Linked DNA regions of Mus musculus: all the other regions are linked to region 1. The links are chromatin contacts, called in public Hi-C, HiChIP or PLAC-seq and promoter capture Hi-C maps. All regions are on one chromosome and are shown on one strand. The core of a region is the stretch at or near the end of the contact, and the rest is flanking DNA. Distances in the headings are between cores, read along the strand shown. Region 1 holds the start of Trim56 (tripartite motif-containing 56). Region 2 holds the start of Polr2j (polymerase (RNA) II (DNA directed) polypeptide J). Region 3 holds the start of Sh2b2 (SH2B adaptor protein 2). Region 4 holds the start of Orai2 (ORAI calcium release-activated calcium modulator 2). Region 5 holds the start of Agfg2 (ArfGAP with FG repeats 2). Region 6 holds the start of Prkrip1 (Prkr interacting protein 1 (IL11 inducible)). Region 7 overlaps Tsc22d4 (TSC22 domain family, member 4).

Region 1 (2,942 bases), core at 96-2,595:
TTGTTGAAACAAGGTCTCACATGTCTCAGGCTGGCTGGAACTCGCTATATGTTGAAGATGACCTCAAACTCCAGATCTTCCAGCCTCTGCCTCCCAAGTGCTGGGGTTATGCCTAGTTTATTAGGTGCTGTGGGTGTAATCCAGGGCCTCGGGCATACCAGGCGAGCTTTCTACCACTGTAAGCCATTGAGCCATATGGGGGTGAGTCCACCCCAGTGCAACCTTAATCTCTCTTGTCTTTCTGTGCTGTCTGGTTTTTCCAGGCCTTCCCCTTGGAATTGTACTTTTTTTTCTAGGCTAAAAAAAAAAAAAAAAAAAAAAAAATTTCCAAAGATGGAGGTGGTGGTACACACCTGAAATACCAACACTCAAGAGGCTGGGGCAGAAGGATCTTGAAGCTAGCCTGGGCTAAATAACGAGACTTTGTCTAAATATATACATAAGAAAAAAAAAACACCCAAAGTACATTTTTTTTTCTGAATATGTTGCTTTTACACCAGCATGAAGCAAAAATTTGGGGGAGAGAATAAAAGGGTAGGGAGATCGACAAGGTGAACCATGTTAGGTCTGCTACCACCCCAATGACTTCCTGTCCTCATTTTGATTGACTACCTGGTTTGTGGCATCCAACAATGTTAGTCAATTCCTCCCTCTACAACGTCTGTTGTCTTCCACGGTTCACACGGTCCCCTGTGATTCTTTCAAGCTTCACAGGCCTTAAACTTGCCAAGTATCTGAGGCTAGCTAGCATGGAACCTCTGGTCTTCCTGCCTCCAGCTCCCAGCGCAGGGATTACAGCTGTGGCCCACCACCGAAGGCTGAGGATTTCGGATGTCATTTCTCTGTCCCTGCACACCTGTTGCTCTCAGAACGCTCTTGCCCCGGGAAAGCCCCCAAATGCTCCGAGACCTCCTCAAACACATCTCTAGACAGCCTCCTCCAGAAAGACTGCGCTAAGCTCTGGAAATGTTCTTATCTGGGGCTCACAGCTTCAACGGTTAGCAAAGGACCCACGAGGAGCCTCGCCCACTGGCCCAATCGCTCATCTGTCATTCCTTGCCACACATAAACATCCTGACCCGATAAACATGCTCAGAGAATAGATTCTGGGGCAGTGTCTTGTTTGCAACACACACACAAGCTGACAGCTTGAGCCTGGGGCTACCAGTCGCCCTAACCTGTAGCCCCCAGACCTTCCTGCTGGAGTCGGGTCTGGCCTTATTGCCCCGGCCAGAGGGGAGGGAGGGTTCCAGGGTGGAGTGGTGAGGAAGGCGGGGCTTGCGCCCCAGAGTAGTTGTCCCGGGCCGGGGACGGAAGTTGCACCACCACAGTACGATTACTTTCAGTTTTGTTTCTCTTGCAGGTAGTCAACTGCTGGCGGTAGCGGGATTTCGGGGCTCCCCGGTCCTGCTGGGAGAGTCCAGGATCAGCTGTGGCTGGGTAAGGAGAGCCCGGGAAGGCGGATGGGGTTAAGAGCCAGCACCCAGAAAGACTAGCCTGGGGGGAGGGGAGGGAGGAAAGGGGAAGTGAGAAAGCCCGGGAGAGGGAAAGGAAGGGAGGGGAGAGAGGGCAGAGGGGACCTGAGAAGCTTGGGAGGACAAGCTTGGAGCCAGGCCCTGTCCCTCAGCCTCCCACCTCCCACCTTGTGTCCTGAATCCTACACTCACTGAGTGTAGACAACCGCACCCCCACCCCCCACTCCGAGTTTGTTTGTTTTTTTTTCCTCCCAACACTGGGGAAAAAGAAAAGTGATCGCTCTCATTCTCTCTCTCAAGGCTAGATCTCTCTGTAGGGCAAGCTCAACCAGAACTCACTATTGTAGCCCCAGGCTGTCCTGAAACTCACTTTTAAACCCAGGCTAGCCTCAAATTTGTGGCAAGCTTCCTGTCTCGGGCTCCAGCTTTCTTTATTAAGTCGCCACCGTGCTGGGGACTTACAGTACCTTCCCTCCAGGGGATTCTAGAATGAGTTTGGTAGGAATGGTAAAATTAGAGGACTCCAGGAGTCAGGCCAGATCTACATGACCCCCAGGTCCAGGAAAAGGAAGGAGATGAACTTTTTCTCCCTGAGCCTTCATCTTGATCTGTTGTTATTTTCAAAGCTAGATGGGGCAGGAAGTAGGGCCCCTTCCACCCTCCCAGGACACCCTCCCAGACAGATGGATGGACAAAGACTGCGGGACCCTGTCCAACATCGAAAAGCACAGTGCTCGCATGCCCCTGACCTGTGTGTCCTTCCTGGCTGCCCCTTGAGTCCTAGCACCCACTGATAACAGGACCCATGGCAAGGTGAACGTGGTGGTGCTTGCCTGTGATGTGAGCACGCAGGAGACTGAGGCAGGAGGAGCACAAGCTTGGAGCTAGACCCAGGAGCAGGGCTGCCTAGCTCACAAGAAGCCCTAGGTTGCTTCTCCAGTGCTACATAAACTTCCCAGGGCTCCGGAAGTGGAGGCAGGAAGTTCAGAAGGTCAAGGTCATCCTGGGCTACTTGGCCAAGTTTGAGGCCAGCCTGGGCTACATGAGACGGGAAGGGCTTGGGCTACACCTACCTTTGGCCCTTGACCTGGTATGTTACTAATTAGAGTATTCTATCTCTGAGGCCTGGGGGCTACCTGGTCTCATCTTTCCCACAGGCTCAGCACTTCCTACAGCCGGTCGCATGTTTACGTTTGGTGAGTGTCTGTAAAGAGAACAAAGTGGAAGAAAAAAACCCTTCCCCTGGTATCTAGTGCCTCCCACAAGCCAGAACGTACCAAACATCCAGGTGAGTGTGGACACCAGGAAAGAGTAGGGGAGGGGCTAGGATGAAGTGTGTTTGTGGGGCGGGGGAAGACAGGACCAAGCTAGGGACTTGGCCCAGGTATCTCTGACTTCTGCCCCTTCCCTTATAGCATGAACTCCAAAGACTCCTCCCCAACTCTGCTGGAAGCTCTGAGCAGCGAT
Region 2 (3,107 bases), core at 530-3,029, 1.0 Mb after region 1:
AATGAGCAGTGTCGGCTACAGGTCTGCAGTGTACACTGTACTGGCAAACTCGGAGGATCTTGAAGAACTTCATTATTTATTGACTGATTGATACAGGGATGAAATGAGCCCCGTGCATGCTAGGTAAGCAATCTACCACTGGGGTATACCTCTGAGAGGCCAAATCTACTCCATCTTGGGACCTGCTACCTCCATCTTAAAGAAAAAAAAAAAAGCCGGGCGTGGTGGTGCATGCCTTTAATCCCAGCACTCTGGAGGCATTGGCAGGCGGATTTCTGGGTTTGAGGCCAGCCTGGTCTACAAAGTGAGTTCCAGGACAGCCAGGGCTATACAGAGAAACCCTGTCTTGAACCCCCCCCCCCCCCCGCAAAAAAAGCCTGAGAACTTGACCTACAGCAGAACCCAAGATGCAACCAAGTACCAGGAAGGACCTCACGGCTTGTCCCTTGGCCCATACCCCAGAGTTACTCCCTAGCAACAGTTAATCAAAGATTAGTCTGGTTGCTTCAGATCTACTTTCAGATAGTTTGTGATTGTTCATCTCCCTTCACAGCACCACCTGTCAGCTTACAACAGACATTCAGTTAGATACCTGCCAAGCTCCATACCCCGTCACTCCCACTCCCTAGAAAACCTTGTCCTGGGTTCAAGGCTGCTCTGCCTTCTCTTCCTGTCCTGTTGTGTCAGGGTTGGGTTGGAGGAGAGCCCAAGCCCGAGCTTGTGATAAAGAGACCCTAATGGAAACGGCTCCTTAATGATCTTTTGGGGTTCACAAACGATTCCTAGCACACCTCCATACCTTTTTCCCACTGAGATAGAGACTAAGCTGACTTCCAAGAAGGGGCACACACACGAGAGAAGGGTTACACAAGAGAGAAGGGTTCGTAGCAAACTTTGAGTCATCAAAAGAGTGTATTTGGCTACCATTAAGACAATTACATAAAGCCAGAGCCGGTGGCTCAGGCCGTTAATCCCAGGTAGAAGCAGGTGGATCGCTGAGTTTGAGGCTAGTCTGGTCTGCAAAGCTCGTTCCAAGACAGTCAAGGAGGATACACAGAGAAACCCTACCTCCAAAAGACAATTAGATGCTTAATCTCTAAACCTGTAGCCACTCGAGTGCAAAGTACTTCCCCCTGCTCTCTGAATGCACACAGACCCAACTTGCGTCTGTCTTACTTTCTTAGCGCTCTCTTCCTCTGAACCCTCCTGCTTAAGCCCATATTAAAGTATCTTTAATTAAAAACCCACCAATCCTGCTTCACTAAACCGAAGAGTCCTGAAATTCTTTTTAGCGTGGAGCCACGAACCCGGGTTTGGCCTAAGTCGGGATCCCTGAAAATCTAGGAGAAACCCTCAGGTTGCTGAGGAGTGTAAGAGAGCTGTGTCTCTGTCCCTTCACAGCTGTCATCATGAACCAAGTGTCTGGAGCAAGACACTCCATGTCCCAGAGCCTCCGATTTCCCACTGCAAAATGCATGCACGCGCCAGTGCTTCGCGCCGCTGCCTGAAGCTGGGCAGACTCGCATTGAGCAGCACGGAAGACTCAAAGCAAAGCCCGCCTCCCGCCTCGGTTTCCCCAGACAGGAGCAGTGCGGCGCTCCAGCGGAGCTGACGGCCGGCAGGCTCCTATGCAACCGTCCCCGCCTCCGCCGGCCTCCACTTACTTCTTCTCGCCCTCGAAGAGCAAGAACGACTCGAAGGCCGGAGGAGCGTTCATCCTAGCGCCGCGCTCTCGCTCCCCGACACCAACCCACAGTCTCCTTCCGCCAACAGAGCCCCGAAGCGCGACCACTTCCGGATTTCTCAGCCGCAGCCAATCAGTGTAAGCACCTGGCCCCCGCCCCCTAGCGGCTCGGATGACCTAATGCAGGCGCAGGCAAGGCTGAGGGCGAGCCGTGCGCATGCGTCAGTTTAGAACCCTTGTTCGAGGCGTCCATGCTGAGTGTTTTGGCGCGTGCTCCCGCGCCCGGAGTTGAGCCACCTGTAGCTGGCTCCCCGGTACCGACTGAATGGGACTAAGAGTCTAAGTGGGCTGCTGCTGCAGGACCCCCGGGTGGGCCGACACTGGCGGACTTATGAGGCCTTCTAGATGAGGACCAGTGGAGCAAGAAGGGATGTAAAGGTTGGGGAGGAGCTTGGGGTACCAGCGCATCTTCTCTTGAGCACACAGGTAACTAAAAACACGATGAAAGCTTTGCACCTCGCCATTTTTCAGCGGTCTCTGTAGCAATCTTTTATTTTTCCTATTTTTAAAGATTTTTATTTGCATATCTTGTATGGGCACGTATATGCAGGTGCCTTTGGAGACCAGAAGAGGGTTGGGTCACCTGGAGCTGGAGTTACAGGTGGTTGTGAGCCCCCCCTGCCCCAGTGGGTGCTGGGAACCGAACTCCAGTCCCCTGCAGGAGCAGTAAGACCCTTAACTGCTGAGCCATTTCTCCAGCCTCCCTGATGGCTCATCTTGTCAACCGGATGAAATTTAGAATCATCCTAGAAACAAACCCCTAGGAGGGGCCAGCAAGACAGCCCAGTGGGCAAGGGGGAGTGTGACCAAATCTGATTACCTAAATTCAGTCCCCAGAACCCACGTGGTGGTAGAGAACAGACTTCTCCGACCTCCCTTCACGGTATGCATTTACACATGTGTGCACTCACAATAGAGAATAATAATCATAACCATAATAAAGAACGTTTGGTTGTCTTTGGGATTCTAGACAGATTTGACTGAGGAAGACAGACGTGTATGGCATCATCCTAGAGGCTCAGGAGTCAGACTACAGCTTCCTGGCGCAGATGCAGTGTGCTTGGCTGCCTGGGAATCCTGTTGCTATGACATCTGCATTGTATACCCTTCCTTAAGATGCTTCTGGTTGGTTGTTTTTTTGTTTTTTTTTTTTGGGGGGGGGGTTCGAGACAGGGTTTCTCTGTGTAGCCCTGGCTGTCCTGGAGCTCACTTTGTAGACCAGGCTGGCCTCAAACTCAGAAATCCGACTGCCTCTGCCTCCCGAGTGCTGGGATTAAAGGCATGGACCACCACGCCTGGCTGCTTCTGGTTGTTGTTGTCTTGGTTTTGTTTGTTTTTCAAGACAAGTGTTTCTCTGTGCAAC
Region 3 (2,912 bases), core at 258-2,757, 870 kb after region 1:
CCCATCTCCCTAAGCAGTGGGGACAGTGGGTTCTATAGCCAGACCACCCAGGGGTTCAGTTTCTCTCTCACCCCTATACTACCCTTCCTGACTGGGAACCTCCTGGTTCACAGCCACATGAGTTCAATCAATGGCTGGATTCCAGCCTAAACTTTCATTAAGTGTTTGCTGGCCAGGTCTAGAGACAGGGCAGCTGCTGGTCCCTGTGTGGCTGAGAAGAAACAGGTACCCAGGCAGGCCTCAACAGAGGTCTGGCTGGTTTCGGTGGCCCCCAGCAAGTTCCCATGTGCTCAGCACACCCCATCTCTCCAATGTCAGCCCAGTTCCCCCAGCCCCATGCCACCCCTGCTGCTTCCTGGAAAATAATCAGTGAATCTGATTTCCTGTGAGTGAAAGGACTTTACAAAGGTCAGAGGCCACCCCGTGTGGGAGGAGGGCAGCAGATGGAGGCACTCCAGGCAGATCACAGCCTGAGGTCAACACAGACAGAAGTCTCCCTGAAATGGGGAGCAAGGAGGAGAGGAGAGCAGGCCCAAGGGACCATATCCACTGCAGAAGCCACAGGCCTCACCTCTGAGCATCCCCTCACACACCTGTGGGGTTTTGTCGTTTTTTTCGTTTTTTGGCTTTTTGAGACAGTATGTACCCTAGGCTGGTCTCAAACTATTGCTTCCCTCCTCCGTCCGAAGCGCGTTGGGATTATGGGCATGTGTCAACCCCATCTGACTCCTCCCCGCGCCTCTAGTCACCAGGTTATTCCATCTCCTCTGGTCTCTTTACCCCTCGGGATGCCCTAGAGCGCCACCAGAGAAGTCAGGCCAGGCAATACCTAGTTCTGGTTCTGTCGCCAACCCAGAGTGAGGACTTCGCAGAATCCTGGACGACCTCAGACACCTCTCCTGGTGGGACCAGAGTAAAGCTGAGTGGGGAGGACCTGTGTGTAGGAGCTCTTCCCCAGATCCGAAATCCTGGGCGGTTTCCCGCACCCCGAGGGCAGGAGGAAGACAGGGGGCGTGGCTCTGGGCTCCTGGATGTTGAGAACCAGACAGACATTTCCTTGGTTGCGACATCTGGACCTCCTCGAGGCTTCCATTGTCCTCTGGCGGAGGGTCGGCCTACAGCGCCCGCCCCTGTCTGACTCTCAGTAACCCAGAGACATTTATAGGGTGTCCACGCCCGGGGTGACCCATCACGTAGAACATCCTCCAATCCTGCCCTTGGGGGCCACCACCCTGGGCTTCGGGAGACGCTCCCACACGAGAGGGATTCCTTCGACTGGCAACGAGACCTGGGCACCCGGGTCTTTCTGCTCAGCCACTGTCCGGAGGAAGACAGAGCGGTTAGCCGGCGCCACTGGGGCTCCGGAGAGAGAGCCGGGGTTGGGGGTTGGGGAAGGACTTGGGAGCGTGGCTAGTGGCTCGCGCCGCGTGGGCGGGGGGTGCGGCAAAGGAGGGGCCTGAAGCGGGGGGGCGTGTTGGGGCGGGGCTAGTGGTGGGGCGGGGCCCAGAGGCGCGCGCTGCTCAGGCAAGGAGGAGGGCCAGGGGCGCGCGGCGCGCGAGTCTGGGATCGGAGCGCGCGGAGCTCGGGAGCCTGAAGAGGGAGAGAACCTCAAGGGGGCCGCACCAGGACCGCCAAGACCGCCTCGCAAGCTGCAGGCCAGGGAAGCGGGAGCCACCCCCGCTGCCGCCGCCACCGGCCACCAAGGGCGGAGCTACGGCCCGGAGGGCCATGCGCCACCGGGTCCGGGGATCCCAGCCGCGGTCCGGGCAGCGCTCCTCCGGCGCCCCAGCCCGCGCGGCCGAAGCTGCGCGCCTGTAGGTACGGCCTGCTTGTTCTCAGCTCCCTGTCCCCACGGTCCTTTACTCTACCCGGTGCCCAGCTGTCCCCGAGGGTGTGTGTGTGTGTGTGTGTGTGTGTGTGTGTGTGTGTGTGTGTGATGAGGTGTGTGGTGTGTGCTCACCGCCTCCCCGGGAAGCGCGGTCGCACGCGCCCGGGTCCGAGCGTGTCTTTGTGTGCACCGGTGGGAGGGAGGAGGACGCGCGACAGAGGGGGATGAACCCCTCTGGGATCGGATCCTAGACCCACTGCCCAGGAGAAGTGGAGAGTAACGGGAAGCTGAGGTGGGAGAAAGAAGCCACCTCTGGAGCAGCTGAGCCCCTTTCCCCTCATCAGACCCTGGCTGGTTGGAGGGGCGAGCGCAGCTGGTCCTCTACAGGAAGGGATCCGATGCTGGGGGGAGGGGACGTTCAGGTCTCTTCCAGGGTCTGGGAGGAGGTGGGTCAACACAGCATGAGGGTGATGGCTACACGCTGGGGTCTCGCTGGGCCACAGTGACCCCGTGGGGACACTCTCTTTCCGGCCCAGGCCCTCTTTCCCACGGCCACTATTCGTGACCCGCCCACTCTGGAGCTCCGGAGCAGCCCCGGGTTTGAGAGGAGGATCGCCGAGGGTGACAGGCCGGCGCCTTTAAGAAGGGGCGGGTTAGTGCCCTCCATTCAGCCCCTTCGGCCTAGGCCATTGATGAACCTGTGAGCTGCGCGTGTAGGAAACGCGCCAGGGCTGCGGGCCGGAGCCAGGCAGAGGCTGGGACGCGCCAGGGCTTTCCTACCCTTCCACCCTCGCATAGAGTCCCTCAGTGGAGTCTTTGAGGTCAGAAGTCTGCAGTGATCGGACAGTCGCAGGGTATCCCCCAAAGAGGCTGTGAACGTGGGTAAACCAGAGTCTAGTTCACCAGAGGTGATGTAGGGGGTGGGGCTGTCAGACCAGTGTTGAGCTTCATCTCTGCCCCTTTGTGGAATTTTTAAAAATTTTTGCTTGTTTATTTATGAGTGTGTGTGTGTGTGTGTGTGTGTGTGTGTGTGTGTGTGTGAGTGTGTGAGGACAACTTTCGAGAGTCAGTTCTTTCTTTACAT
Region 4 (3,176 bases), core at 122-2,621, 950 kb after region 1:
AACCTTCTGGGTAACCCCTAGTCAGCTCCCTGGGATCCTAAGAGGGGGCAGGGGTTGTGGATCCTCCAACCTCCGACCCTCCTTCCAACAGGACAGATACCATGGCTTCCTCCCTTCTAAGGAGGAAGTGAGTCAAACAACAGTAAGGGCTGTTGCCTGTGTTTGGTTAGCAAAGCGGCTCCTAGGCAGACTGGTAATTACAGTTGGCATTTCATTTTTGCCCAGGCATGCCAGATAATTGTGCTGGCGGTGGAGGAACCTCAGTGCCTGGCGCTGGAAAGTCCTACTCCAAAGCTAAGCTTCCTAATAACCGCAAGAAGCAAAAACCCCTTGTTGAAAGAGTGTCATCCATGATGCAATGGCTGGAGTTTACCAAGTGTCTCCTTCCTGTTTTCGTTTACTCAAACTTCAGCTCTGCAGGCGCCAGGCAGTTGCCTTGAGAGTGCGTGGCTCCCGCAGGTTCAGACCCTCTTATGTAGGCACACGTGGAGCCTTATGATGGCCCACGCTGTCAGGAGGGGTCAGCGCCAGGAGGGAGGAGTTGCTTTCACCTATCCTAAGTGAATTGACTTGGCAACCCAAGCGGAAACTGCTAACAGTCACATCTATACACTCCCAGTTGTCAGGAAATTTGGATACGAGTGGAATTTTTCCTTCCTTTGGGTTAATGTGTCACAGTCTGATGCTTTTGCGACAGATGGAAAAATCCTATATAGAGCGTGCAAGCAGAAGCGTACCGGGCAAATAGGGAGCACTCTGAGGGGCCACGAGGCACCCACTGGGGCGCTGAGCGTATACTTAGTGTATACTTCCTGCAGAGCCGTTCCTGTTTGAGTTTCTCAGTTGTAAAACCTCAGTGTTCGCCAGGGCATGCCTCGCCGCAGCGTCCAAACGACCCTTCTCTGCCATCCATGAGGTGCCCAGAGCTCAGCAATGAGAACATGTCCCTTGCATTGTTTGGTTCTCACAGCCTTGCTGGAACCAAGAGCCACCTACCTGCGTGACCACAGTAGAATGGTGTCACTGCACAAGCTGAGAAAACCAGGATATAGCCAGGCTGAGCCTTTCTTGCACGCCTCTACCCACTCTGCAACACTCACACCCTGTCCCCACCTCTCTATGCTGCCCACGACAGATGCTGGGTATCCCCTAGTGTCACTCGCTAGGAGCAGCGCTCTCCCACGCCTGGACCCACCCACCTGGGTCCCACGAGGATGATAGCACTTTGTGAAGTGAAGACCCCTAGATCTTGTAGGAGGGGTCGGTCCCCAACCAGCTATTCAGGTCACGTGGTCCGCGGCAGGGCCCCACGGATGGGTCACGTGACGGCGGCGCAGTGTTGCCTAGGCAGCGGCTGCGGGCGGAAAGAGGGAGGGGGCCGGTCCTCCGCCCTGGCCCGGCCGCCGGGCCACCCGGCCGCGACACAGACGCTAGCCACGAGCCGGAGCCGTGAGCTGGAGCCAAGCGCGCTGAGGGCTGGACAGTCAGGGTGAGTGCTCGGCCGCGGGTGGGCCCGTCCATCCTTGTCTGGGGGGGGGGGGTGTCTGAAGGGGAACAGGAGAGGGTCCCCTCCTAGCTAAGGGGCGCGGGGAAATTGGATCAGGGACACTGGACAGGAGGAGATGGAGCTTCTCCCTGGGCAGGCATGGCGTGGAGAGGAAGGGACAGGCTGATGAGAGGCAGAGGGATGGCCTGGTGACCCCAATCCCTTGACTTCCTTGGTAGAGTGCAGTGTCAGAAGACTTGGATCGCGCGGGGCTGCCAGCTGATTCTCGGGTCCTGCAGTCGCAGGGACTTCCCTAGAGTATAGGACAGGGATGCAGGTGGCTGCTTTTGGCAGGCCACTGCCACCTCTCAGGCGCGTGGGTGACAAGACACAGTTCCCGTGCCCCAGATGTTTAGAGGAAGTTAAAACAGGCAGACTCCATAACCTGCTGCCTGAGACAGTTTCAAACAAACCTGGCAAGAGAAATGCTCGTCTAACAGCCTTGCCGTGGGTTGGCTTTTTTTTTTTTTTTTTAATTTTTTTTGTCAGACCTAATCTTTCTGCTGCTCCTCATTTTAATAATAATAATAATTTTTTTTTTAAAAAAAAGGTTCAGTCTGCCTAGCAATCTTAGAGTTGGTGGGTGCTATCTGACAGACTTATGGGCTCCATCTTGTCTCACCGCCCCCTCTGGCCTGAGCTTGGAATTTGTAGGCCAGACTCTGCTTCTCCCCATGGGGCAAGGGTTGGACCAAGATAGGCCCTCTGAGTATAAGGAATGGACTTGTGACAGAAGCTGGTGATGCCTGCCATCCTGGCACGCAGGAGATTAGGTGAGACAGTCCCAAGTTCCAAGCCACCCTGGGCTACACAGCAAGACCCTGTCTCAAAACAAACCCAAAAATAGAAAGGGGATCAGCGGGAGCTGTGGATGGAACCCCTAGAAAATCTGCCTAGCGTGCAGGAACCCTGGGTTCTAACCCCAGCACCATGCAAAGCAGGTGTGTGATCTCAGCCCTTGCAGCATCCAGAGTTCAAAGCTATGCTTGGTTATATTTTTGGTTGGAGGCTGACCTGGCCTACATAAGGCCCTATCTAAAATAGAAGGAAGGGCCGGGCGTGGTGGCGCACACCTTTAATCCCAGCACTTGGGAGGCAGAGGCAGGCAGATTTCTGAGTTCGAGGCCAGCCTGGTCTACAAAGTGAGTTCCAGAACAGCCAGGGCTACACAGAGAAACCCTGTCTCAAAAAAACAAAACCAAACAACTAAAATAGAAGGAAGGAAGGAAGGAAGGAAGGAAGGAAGGAAGGAAGGAGCTGGGTGGTAATGACAACTTGTAGGTAGTGTGGATGGATGGATGGATCTCTGAGTTTGGGATCACTCTGGTCACAGAACAAGTTCTAGGACAGGCAGAGCTCGGAAAAATGAAAAAAAAAAGAAAGAAAAGTAAAAAGAAAGAGATAAGAAATAAAGAAGAAAGGAAAGAAAGAAAGAAAAGGAAAGAGAATGAATTTGAGCCTCCTGGACTAATACAGGGGAAGGGTGTCTCATCTCCTTATAGGACCTGCAGGCCCAACACGATTGAGCGGGAGGCAGACAGCTCTCCACACCCACCCTAACCACTCGGAGCTATTTGCATATCCTCACTCAGCTGCACACTCGGACTGGAACGCAGGGGCTTGCCTCATT
Region 5 (3,117 bases), core at 222-2,721, 570 kb before region 1:
GCAGACCACACCCTGTAGCAAAAGACAGACTGGAAGCTATCAGAGTCTAGTGGTCACCCCAATTCCTGCCCATTTATTCACTTGTGGTGGGTAACATTTTAAGGGGTGAAGAAATAACCACTGGCTAAAGAGAAGCTGTGCAAGAAATGGCCAGCACAGGGAAATGCTGAACGCTGAACTCTGAAAATGTACAAGAGGCTTTTTTTTTGGTGGGGGTGGGGTGGGGGACAGGATTTCACTGTGTAATCCCCTGGAACTCACTACATAGACCAGGCTGGCCTAAAACTCACAGCGATCCACCTGCTTGGAATCCAAGGCATGCAGCCATGGTTTACATGAAGCAAAATGGTTCCTTTGCATGTGTACATGGGGACTTGGCATCACCACAGCTCAGGGGGAAGTACACTTGCAGCTATGACAACAATTAAGCAACCTCATCTAGCCCATGGGCTCCTGGGTACCAATAACTCAGAAACCTATCTCTCATCTGCCCGCATCCCATTGGCATGTCTGAAACCAAAGTCCTGACTTATGGTTGCCAGCATCCCTAAACCTGCTTATTCTCAGCCTTTCCTTTTCCAGGCAGTGACCGAGGATGACTCTGAAGTACCGCTACTGCTACCCCCACTTCCCAAATGCTGGAATTACTGGCCTGTGCCACCGCGCTGAGTTGTATGCAGTGCTGGGGGCTTGAACCTCGCGCTTAGTGCACTCTACCAGCTGAGATACATCCCTGGCCACGGAGCAGAGCTTTTAAAATCAAAAGACTCAGATTCAAATTCTGACTGAGCCACAAACCAGTTCTGTGATCCACTTCAACATGTTTTCTTGAATATTTTTTACATGCATTTATTTATTTGTGTGTGTGTGTGTGTGTGTGTGTGTGTGTGTACTCATGGAAATCAGAAGGCAGCTAGCTTATAGGAGTCGGTTTTCTTACAGGAGTGGGAATGAAGGTTAGTGGCAAACGCCGTTCATCCCTTCTGCATCCTACCTCAGGTTTTTAACTTGACTCTAAAGTGGGGGCTCTTTCTATGACTTGGATAAATAAAGTATCTTTTACAAAGCACTCCCCTTCTCTGTCTTTCCCTTTCTCCTCCAGCTCATCCTAGGGCAATTTCTTTCCGATTTTCTTGTCTCCTGGCTCAGCCTGGAACGAGCCTTTGAAATTTGGCGGGAATTAGTATCAATCCGGAGGATGAGCACTACGCACGCGCCGAACACCTCCTTTCTCTCGCACGCTAATTTTGCAACCTTAACAACCAATCAGAGTCAGCATAGGAGTCCGTGGCGAGAGGGGGCGGGGACAAGGAGGAGGGCACGCATTGTACTTGCAAGGTGGGGGTCTTTGTGAACCAATGGAAAAGACAGAAGGCCGGGTGGCAGTGGGGCGTGGTTCTGAAGGCTCCAGCAACCGGAGGCCGTCTCGAATCGAACCAATTAAAGCAAGGAGGTGGGGGGAGACTAGCCAATCAGCGTGCCGAACAGGACGAGGAAGGGGGCGGCAGAGTCTCTCGCGGTCGTGGTCGGGGCTGCAGGAGCTGGTGTCAGGGTTGCCGGGCGTGCGAAGGCGGCGGAGGCGGGAAAGGCAGCGAGCGGTTAAAGGGGAGCGACCGCTGACTTGCAGAGGAACCTGGAGGAGAGATGGTGATGGCGGCTAAGAAGGGCCCGGGCCCGGGTGGCGGGGTCGGAGGGAGCAAAGCGGAGGCTGAAGCCGCTTCGGAGGTGTGGTGCCGCCGAGTGCGGGAGCTGGGCGGCTGCAGCCAGGCCGGGAACCGCCACTGTTTCGAGTGCGCCCAGCGCGGGGTCACGTATGTGGACATCACCGTGGGCAGCTTCGTCTGCACCACCTGCTCCGGCCTCCTGTGAGTGGATCCGGGGGGGGGGGGGGGAACTGGGTTTGGTTCGGGTGAAGTGAGTCTGCAGGAGCTCGGGGCGATCCAGGAGGTCAGAGGGGTAGCCCCGGCATTGGATGTGGCGGTGGAAGGTCGCCTGCTGCAGAGGTGTGTCGTGGGGGAAAGGGAAAAAGCGCAGGGGGACAGAAGACGGGAGTGGAGTCGCGCTGCAGAGGGAGGGTGGGGGCTGTAGAAGGACACGAGGAGAGGATTGGAGAAACTCCCTGGGGGAGGCGAAGGCGAATTGCAGGTGGGGAGAGAGAAAGTGTGGAGGGACTGGGGTGGGGTGGGGGAGGGACTTAAAGGGCCAGAAATTGACATAGACCTTTAAAGGGAACTTTAGCTGGGGTTGCATTGTATCTCAGTTGGTAGAGTGCTTGCCTAGCACGCTCGGCGCCCTGAGTTTCCATCCACAGCACTGCATAAAACCCGAGTAGTGTGGTACACGCCTGTAATCCCAACACTGAGGGGGAGGTGATCAGGAGTTCAAGGCCAACCATGAGACCCTTGCCGCTCCACCAGGAGGGGAGCGGAGGGGAACGGGGTGGAAGGAGAAGGGAAAGAAATAGGGAAGTCGAGCCTAAGACAAAAGTACCCTAGAAGGGAATGGAAAATGCTCCACGCATTAGCCCAGGCTGACAGCCTAGAGTGGCAGGTATGAAGCCAGGGATCAGGTGCAGATCCTAATCTTTCAGGCTCTGGAATGCTAGCTAGAGGGTAGATGACTTACGAAATATACTAAGGGCAGAGAGCCAAAGGGTTATCCTGGCGGACAGCTTAGCTTTCCCGAAGAGATGAGGATCAGAATGGCATATTCTTTTCTTTTCCCCATTTCGTCCTCTGCCCCCGTTAAAGTTGCATTTGATTTCTTTACTTTGCACTGTAGGGACATGTAGGTTCCATGGCTTGTGTGGTTATCAGAGAATAACTTGTAGGAATCAGCAATTTCCTTCCACTACGTGTGGGGCCTGGGGATCAAACTCAGGTCAACAGGCATGGCTGTAAGCTCCCATACTTGCTGAGCTAGCTAGCTCACCAGTCCATTTTTTTTTTTTTTAATTTGTCTTGAGACGGGGTCTCATACAGTCCACGGTGACTTTTAATTCATGATGTAGCTAGGGGTGGCTTTGGAACTCAGAGTCCTCCTGCCTCTACCTCTGTAATGGCTGGGGTTACAGGCATGCTTTGGGGTCTTTCCTAAGTGTACTGCCGAGTCTCATCT
Region 6 (2,851 bases), core at 341-2,840, 920 kb after region 1:
TTTCTGAAGAGGCTCCTCTGTACCCCACACACTACCTCTTCTGACTTCTCTCCTTTCTCTTCTTCACAGTTTTGTTTTTTTCTTTTTTCTTTTTTTCCAGACAGTGTTTCTCTGTGTAGCCCTGGCTGTCCTGGAACTCACTCTGTAGACCAGGCTGGCCTCAAACTCAGAAATCTGCCTGCCTCTGCCTCCGGAGTGCTGGGAGTAAAGGCGTGTGCCACCACTGCCCGGCCTTCCTTCCAGTTTTAATGAAGCTCCTCTCCAGGTTCCAAAGGGAAGCCTCTTGCTCCCTTTAAGGCCCCACCACGTTCAGAGATCCATATACTGTACTGTCTATTGTTCTCCCTCCATCTCCAGCAACAGTCAGCTTTGAGGCCCTTTCATTCTAATAAGCTTCTTCTAATAAAGGACTTGTTTCAGTTTCCTTGCCTACAAGATGTTACTGTTACCATCTTGGGTTTTTGTTGTTGCTTGTTTTGTTGTTGCTTGTTTTTTTGTTGTTTGTTTTTTGAGACTGGCTTTCTCTGTGTAGTTCTGGCTGTCCTGGAACTCTCTCTCTACAGACCAGGATGGCCTTGAACTCAGGGATCCATCTGCCTGTAACTCCCTGGGTGCTGAGATTACAGGCCTGCACCACCACTGCTGGCTCTTAACATCTTTTACTATAGGGAGCTACTTCAGTGCCTCACGCATGGTCAACAAAACACTCCACCACCAGAAGGCCGCAGTTCCATCATTCTCCATTACTTTCACCTTCAAGTGAAAGACTTGAAGTTAATTCCTCGTCAGGTAGATTGGAATGGCAACTTCCTTTATTCTAAAACAGACTCACATACTCAGGCTCGACTGGTGGCGCTGTACTTTCAGCGTGGCCAAGGAGATCGGGTCTGTCTTAAGAGTTCAGTTACAAAGGAGATTATAAGATTATTATAGGAATCGGGGTGTGAGAGGCTGGCGGATCTCCGAGAGTTCGAAGACAGCCTGGTCTACAAACCAAGTTCCAGGACAGAGATATACAGAGAAACTCTGTGTTGAAAAACAAGACAAACAAACAAAAAAACAAAAAAAAAAAAAAAAAAAAAAAAAAAAAGGAAAGGAAAGGAAGGAAGGAAAAGAGGGAGGGAAGGAGACGATATGGAGAGGGCGGAGAAGGGGAGAGAAGAGGAGGAGGAGGAAGAGAGAGTGGGGTAGGGAGAAAGTAGAATAGATAAAAAAGAAACGGAAAAAAAAGACAAAGCCCAGGAGCGAGCGAAACTGGGAGGGACGTGCCAAGAGTCCCAGAGCAAGCTGTGCGAAGTCCTTGGGGACCTGAGACGTCGCCTGGGGCCAGCCCACTCATCATCACTAAAGGCCGTCTCTTCCTCTCCGGATGTGAGAATCAGGCAGCCCTGATTTGTTTTGAAACAGGAAATGAAATTAAAGTGCTATGATCAAAATAAACCACACTGACCTCGCGTTCATGAATATTCAAGCAAGCTGCTTAGGACTGCCTCGTACCTCCGAGGAGAGAGTGCGCATGCGCCTCAGGAGAGCGCCCCTCCCCCCGGGGGTTTGAGAGTGCGCGTGCGCGGTTGGCGCGCTCTTCTGTCGTCATCAATACGAGCGGCCGCCGGCAGCTTTCGTAAAGGAGTAGGAGAGCGGCTATGGCGAGTCCTGCTGCCGCTTCTGTGAGACCGCCCAGGCCCAAGAAAGAGCCGCAGACGCTGGTCATCCCCAAGAATGCGGCCGAGGAGCAGAAGCTCAAGCTGGAGCGGCTCATGAAGAACCCGGTGAGTGGAAGTGGGCCGAGGCGCAGTCCCTTCACCCCGCCGCCAGACCGAGCAAGGCTACATTCAGTCCCCCTAGAGCAACCCTGGGGCGGAGAGGGCGGCCCCGTGGAGGGAGCCTCGCTCCTGTTCTTGTCCTACAGCGTAGCTGCACGAAGGCGCTGCCCAGCCCTCCACACCCTCCTTTTTCTTAGTTTGCTGTTTGCGGTATCATGGCGTTGCTCGTGCTGTCCACGTTCCGTACCGAATCGGCTTTGTAAGATAGGCAGACCTCGCATCCGGGCTCCTCGCATCCCGGCTCCTCTTACCTTATCTTCCCTACGAGCTGGGATGACAGCCCTGCGCTACTATTCAGTATTGCTTCACAGCCCTTTCTATTTTAATATATGAACCAAAGCGGTGGGAGCTGGGTATGGTGGTGCACACCTGCTATCCCAGCACTCTGGTGGCTGACCCCAGAAGTTTGCTACAAATTCGAGGCGAGCGTGGTCTACGTAGTGAGTTTCAGATCAGCTAGACAGTGAGACCTATCTCAGAAACCAACAAAACCCAGAATCGATGTCTTAGCAAAAGTGTACAACTCCAAATAGCAGCCATTATTAAAGAAGCATTGGACGCCAAATTTGGACCACATCACTCTTTACCTCTTCAATGGGCCTCGTAAAACAGACAGCTCATATCTTTGACTAGAAGAGGTTGGCTCGTCTCTTAGTGACGTAGATTCCAGACTTGTTTAGCGCAGGAGAACTTTGGCCCACGTTAGACCCCATGGTGTAGTGGATGAAGTAAGGCCAGGGCAGCAGAACTACACTCAGTCAGCTCCAGATTTGAGAAGCGTGCTCAGTTGAGATCGTCAAACGGGATGTACCTTCCTCAGCAAGTGTATGTTCATAGATGCTTTTCTGTTTAACTGTTCCAGGACAAAGCAGTTCCAATTCCAGAGAAAATGAATGAATGGGCTCCTCGAGCGCCTCCAGAATTTGTCCGAGATGTCATGGGTAATGTCTCTTATGGGTGTCAGGGGTTTATAGTTTTTGTTTTGTTTTTTTTTTAAAGATTTATTTATTATATGTAAGTACACTGTC
Region 7 (3,133 bases), core at 620-3,119, 640 kb before region 1:
AAAAGAGGCCAAAAATGAGAAACAAGATAAGGTCAGGGTCGCTTACAGCCCAGACAACACGAACCACAACTCCTATCTCACAGCCATCTTATATCCGTAAAACTCACCCAACTGGGCACCTTTCGCCAAATTTGCCTGATCCATCTCAAGAACCTCATGACCATGGCAATCTCTCTTGACACCACAAGTCCAAAGTTTGGCACAAAGCGAGCATTTGAGGCGTAGGAGGGGAAAGGCTATGAGCCAGTGCCACCACCAGAGAGGACTATGGGTACTGCGACGCTTCAAGCACAGTATCGAAGGAAGAAATACGAAATCCAAAAGGGGCGTACCCCCCAATGACTCATGACAGGCCCTTCCTCCCCTCCCTGGGACAGGGAGAGGAGTCAAGTAGATGAGAACTTAGAGTGAGGGAGTGTTCTAGATCATTGTGAGAGCTGTCTGGCCCCAACCCCCCGAGGACCTTCCAAGACCTCAGAGCCAATCATTGATGGCCTTGTCTCTTCTGGCCCAAGAACCGAGATAATAAAATCAACGTTGATCAAGAGCCCAGAAACTCTTTAAGCGTTCTCTGTGGATTTTGCTAGATAATTTTTACAACAGTACTTCAAGGTAAGTGTTTGGAGAGTGGATACAGGATTTGTAAAAACTGGATTTGAGGGGACTGGAGAGATGGCTCAGCCATTAAGGGCGTTTGCTGCTTTTTCCAAAGGACCAGGGTTCTAGCCCTAGCATCCACACGGTAGTTTACCACCTATAACTCCTGTTCTAGGGGATCCAACGCAATGAGGACTTGCATTTGGGTCCTCAGCACCCTACACCCCAACTCTCCAATGCTGCATGTCTGTAATTCTAGTGGGGAAGCCGAGACTGAAGGATCCCTGGGGCTTGCTGGCCAGTCAGTCTTAGCTCCATCCGTGAACACTAGGTCTACTGAGAGTCTGTCTCAGGGCTCTCAGAGGCAGATGGCCAGCCTGGTCTACAGGGAAAGTTCCTGGACAGCCAGGGCTACCCAGGGAAACAGCATCTCAAAAAAGAAAACCAACAAAAACTGTGAAAAGCAATCAAAGAAGACACCAAGTAGCTTCTGGTCTCTCCACACATGCATACACACACTGACAGGCATGTGAACACAGATACAGACCAAAGTCAGTCTTGGCTCCATAGTGAGTTCAAGACCATCATGGGCTAAATGATACCCTCTAGCTAGACAACTGAAGACTAAGGCCACGAGACCGTGGGTAAGGAGGAGGTGCTGATTACACAAGCCTCGGTTGGGAGTCAGGGCCACCCCACAGATACAGTAACAAACATTTACAATACCAGAGGTCCTAACAGGGAATGAGAGGCCAAGATAAAAGGATGGCTAGCTGGGCATCCTTAGTAAGGACAGACCCTGTCTCAGAGAAGGTGAAAGGTGAAGAGTGACACCCAGGTTTATCCTCTGGTCTCTCCATGTGGGCAATAGCACAGAGTGAACACTCGAATCACACAACAATGAACCAGGGCCAGCATACTGGTGAACGCCTGTCATCCCGGCACATAGGAGGATCAGGCCTCCGGCACCATTCTCAACTATATAGTAAGTCTGAAGCCAGGCTGGGCTACATGACACCGTTTTAACCACCACACCCTGACCCCAAAAGAAAAGACGGGGTCCAATCTGGTTGGTCGGGCCACCAAAGACTTAAAACTCTGCTAAGGCTTCCTCTCTGATCCCCAGAGACAAGACTTTCTCCTTCAAGGCTCTTAGTGCTGTTCCCTTTGCCCCCACTAGGTGGGGCCCTTCTTGGCTGCCTCAGTCGGTCTGGGAGAGAAGGAGGAGCTTGCTCACCCACTGGGCCTAGTCCTCATCCAGCCAGGGGTGGGGTAGAAGCAGAGGCAGCCTGCCAGGCCTGGCAAGGGCACCATGTGCCCTAAGAGCCTGGCCCACACCCAGCCTTAAGACAAGGGGCCCATTCAGGGCTCCTTGCCTGTCTCCAAGCAGCCACCCGGATCCAGCCCACAAGAGAGGACACACTGGGAAGCTGGAGGTGGATCCTGACACTCACCAAAGACTTCATTGTTATGGCCTCCCCTCACAGGGCCAACCACCAGCACGTGGGTAGACACCGCCCCCTACCTCTTTCCTTAGGCCAGCCTGCTAGGCCTTTCCAGGGACCAAGACCATTCCCAAGCCATTTTCTGGCATCTTCTCCAGGGTGGACCTGGGATCTTGTGTGTGTGTGTGTGTGTGTGTGTGTGTGTGTGTGTGTGTGTGTGTGTTTGTGTGCGCGAGGGCGTGCGTTGGGGACAGCATAACTACATACATAGCTAGACGCAGCAACAGCACACCAACCTCCATATTCAAGTTTCTTCAGATTTTTTTTTTAATTATAATTATTATTTTAACAACAACCTGAATCCGAGAAGTTGAAGATACTGTCCATACACCCTCCCTTGGCAGAGGAGAGGGGGCACTTGAAGAGAACGGGGTGAGGCCTGCCAGGGAACCTCCAAATCTTTCCAGGCCACCTATTGCTGAGGGGCTCCCCAGAACACTGATACCCGGGGTAGGAGGCAGGGCTGGGTTCTTCCACGGACGAGGGGCTTCAGATAAATACCCTCTCCCGAGCTGTTTCTCTTCCGGCAAGGCCTGAGGACTCTGGGGAGACCGAGCGGGATGGGACAGGCCAATATTGAGCCTTCAACTCCCATCCCTGGGCACTGGAGTTGGGCATGGGCATTAAAGCTACATAGGAAGAGGGGGCAGGCTGCCGGCACAAGGCGCAACAGCCAGTGGCAGCCCCCCAAAGGCACATTGTGAGGGAAAGAAGGCTCAGATGGAGGGCCCATTGGGTGCAGAGGGCCCGAGCCTGGGGAGCCCCGAGGATGGCAGCTGGGCCAGCTGCTCCGGGCTGGCCAGGGCGCGCAGCAATCCATTCTCCTGCTCCAATGCAGCGTTCCGCTCTGCCAGGTCTCGGATCTGCTCCTTCAGCACCTCCACCTCTTCTCGCACGGCAAACATGAGGTGGGACTTCACCAAGTCCTGGACCCCAGGGACAAACAAAACCATCAGGTCCTCCCCCCACCCCACCCCCAGGCCACTTCCAACTGCAGCGCCTAACCCAGGTGCCTCAAGGAAGCAGTTAGA

The links. Promoter capture Hi-C pulls out the DNA fragments that hold promoters and counts their contacts. Hi-C and Micro-C count contacts between places; a contact is called where the count stands out from the background. HiChIP or PLAC-seq counts read pairs in DNA pulled down with a chosen protein or histone mark.
Region 2: a promoter capture Hi-C map of liver shows a contact between it and region 1, with 2.1 times the contacts expected there. The contact joins the promoter of Polr2j here to the promoter of Trim56 in region 1. A contact is called at or near these places in 3 of 39 promoter capture datasets (hippocampal neurons, liver and pre-B cells) and 1 of 115 datasets of contacts at active chromatin or transcription factors (pancreatic cancer cells).
Region 3: a contact with region 1 is called in an H3K27ac HiChIP or PLAC-seq map of large pre-B cells, with 5 times the contacts expected there. The contact joins the promoter of Sh2b2 here to the promoter of Trim56 in region 1. A contact is called at or near these places in 2 of 39 promoter capture datasets (liver and pre-B cells) and 1 of 115 datasets of contacts at active chromatin or transcription factors (large pre-B cells).
Region 4: a contact with region 1 is called in an H3K27ac HiChIP or PLAC-seq map of large pre-B cells, with 5 times the contacts expected there. The contact joins the promoter of Orai2 here to the promoter of Trim56 in region 1. A contact is called at or near these places in 6 of 39 promoter capture datasets (the C10 cell line, hippocampal neurons, liver and 1 more) and 2 of 115 datasets of contacts at active chromatin or transcription factors (large pre-B cells and memory CD8 T cells).
Region 5: a promoter capture Hi-C map of pre-B cells shows a contact between it and region 1, with 3 times the contacts expected there. The contact joins the promoter of Agfg2 here to the promoter of Trim56 in region 1. A contact is called at or near these places in 2 of 39 promoter capture datasets (embryonic stem cells and pre-B cells) and 3 of 115 datasets of contacts at active chromatin or transcription factors (the 230-238 cell line, large pre-B cells and pancreatic cancer cells).
Region 6: a Hi-C map of embryonic stem cells shows a contact between it and region 1, with 3 times the contacts expected there. The contact joins the promoter of Prkrip1 here to the promoter of Trim56 in region 1. A contact is called at or near these places in 2 of 39 promoter capture datasets (embryonic stem cells and hippocampal neurons), 1 of 484 Hi-C or Micro-C datasets (embryonic stem cells) and 1 of 115 datasets of contacts at active chromatin or transcription factors (memory CD8 T cells).
Region 7: a contact with region 1 is called in a promoter capture Hi-C map of embryonic stem cells, with 3 times the contacts expected there. The contact joins the enhancer-like site here to the promoter of Trim56 in region 1. A contact is called at or near these places in 13 of 39 promoter capture datasets (the 3T3-L1 cell line, 3T3-L1-derived adipocytes, the C10 cell line and 7 more), 3 of 15 datasets of contacts at CTCF or cohesin (embryonic stem cells, large pre-B cells and pro-B cells), 9 of 484 Hi-C or Micro-C datasets (B cells, the Ba/F3 cell line, the G1E-ER4 cell line and 3 more), 3 of 115 datasets of contacts at active chromatin or transcription factors (acute myeloid leukemia, astrocytes and large pre-B cells) and 1 of 9 other capture datasets (adipose tissue).

What each region holds. Positions count from the first base shown.
Region 1 is chr5:137,114,610-137,117,551 of GRCm38.p6, reverse strand. Trim56 (tripartite motif-containing 56) reads left to right here and starts at 1,345. Exons shown (of 3, transcript NM_201373.4): 1 at 1,345-1,440; 2 at 2,599-2,763; 3 at 2,891-2,942. The coding sequence starts at 2,892.
Region 2 is chr5:136,115,363-136,118,469 of GRCm38.p6, reverse strand. It overlaps Polr2j (polymerase (RNA) II (DNA directed) polypeptide J), which reads right to left and starts at 1,779. Exons shown (of 4, transcript NM_011293.2): 1 at 1,665-1,779. The coding sequence starts at 1,717.
Region 3 is chr5:136,243,535-136,246,446 of GRCm38.p6, reverse strand. It overlaps Sh2b2 (SH2B adaptor protein 2), which reads left to right and starts at 1,507. Exons shown (of 9, transcript NM_018825.4): 1 at 1,507-1,818. It overlaps Gm30408 (a long non-coding RNA gene), which reads right to left and starts at 1,012. Exons shown (of 4, transcript XR_868600.2): 1 at 830-1,012.
Region 4 is chr5:136,168,851-136,172,026 of GRCm38.p6, reverse strand. Orai2 (ORAI calcium release-activated calcium modulator 2) reads left to right here and starts at 1,371. Exons shown (of 3, transcript NM_178751.3): 1 at 1,371-1,489.
Region 5 is chr5:137,683,107-137,686,223 of GRCm38.p6, reverse strand. Agfg2 (ArfGAP with FG repeats 2) reads left to right here and starts at 1,471. Exons shown (of 12, transcript NM_178162.3): 1 at 1,471-1,865. The coding sequence starts at 1,645. Gm15498 (a long non-coding RNA gene) reads left to right here. Exons shown (of 2, transcript XR_003956003.1): 2 at 583-839.
Region 6 is chr5:136,197,693-136,200,543 of GRCm38.p6, reverse strand. Prkrip1 (Prkr interacting protein 1 (IL11 inducible)) reads left to right here and starts at 1,590. Exons shown (of 6, transcript NM_025774.3): 1 at 1,590-1,769; 2 at 2,686-2,764. The coding sequence starts at 1,644.
Region 7 is chr5:137,758,962-137,762,094 of GRCm38.p6, reverse strand. It overlaps Tsc22d4 (TSC22 domain family, member 4), which reads right to left. Exons shown (of 5, transcript NM_023910.6): 5 at 2,348-3,028. The coding sequence ends at 2,819. Among named protein-coding and RNA genes, the nearest start is that of Tsc22d4, 15 kb to the right of the region's middle. Within about 2 kb of position 1,869, at least 180 of the 459 cell types and tissues checked have an H3K27ac peak or open chromatin away from gene starts, as enhancers often do. A contact at or near this core is called in B cells, adipose tissue, astrocytes and 3 more, where this site is marked.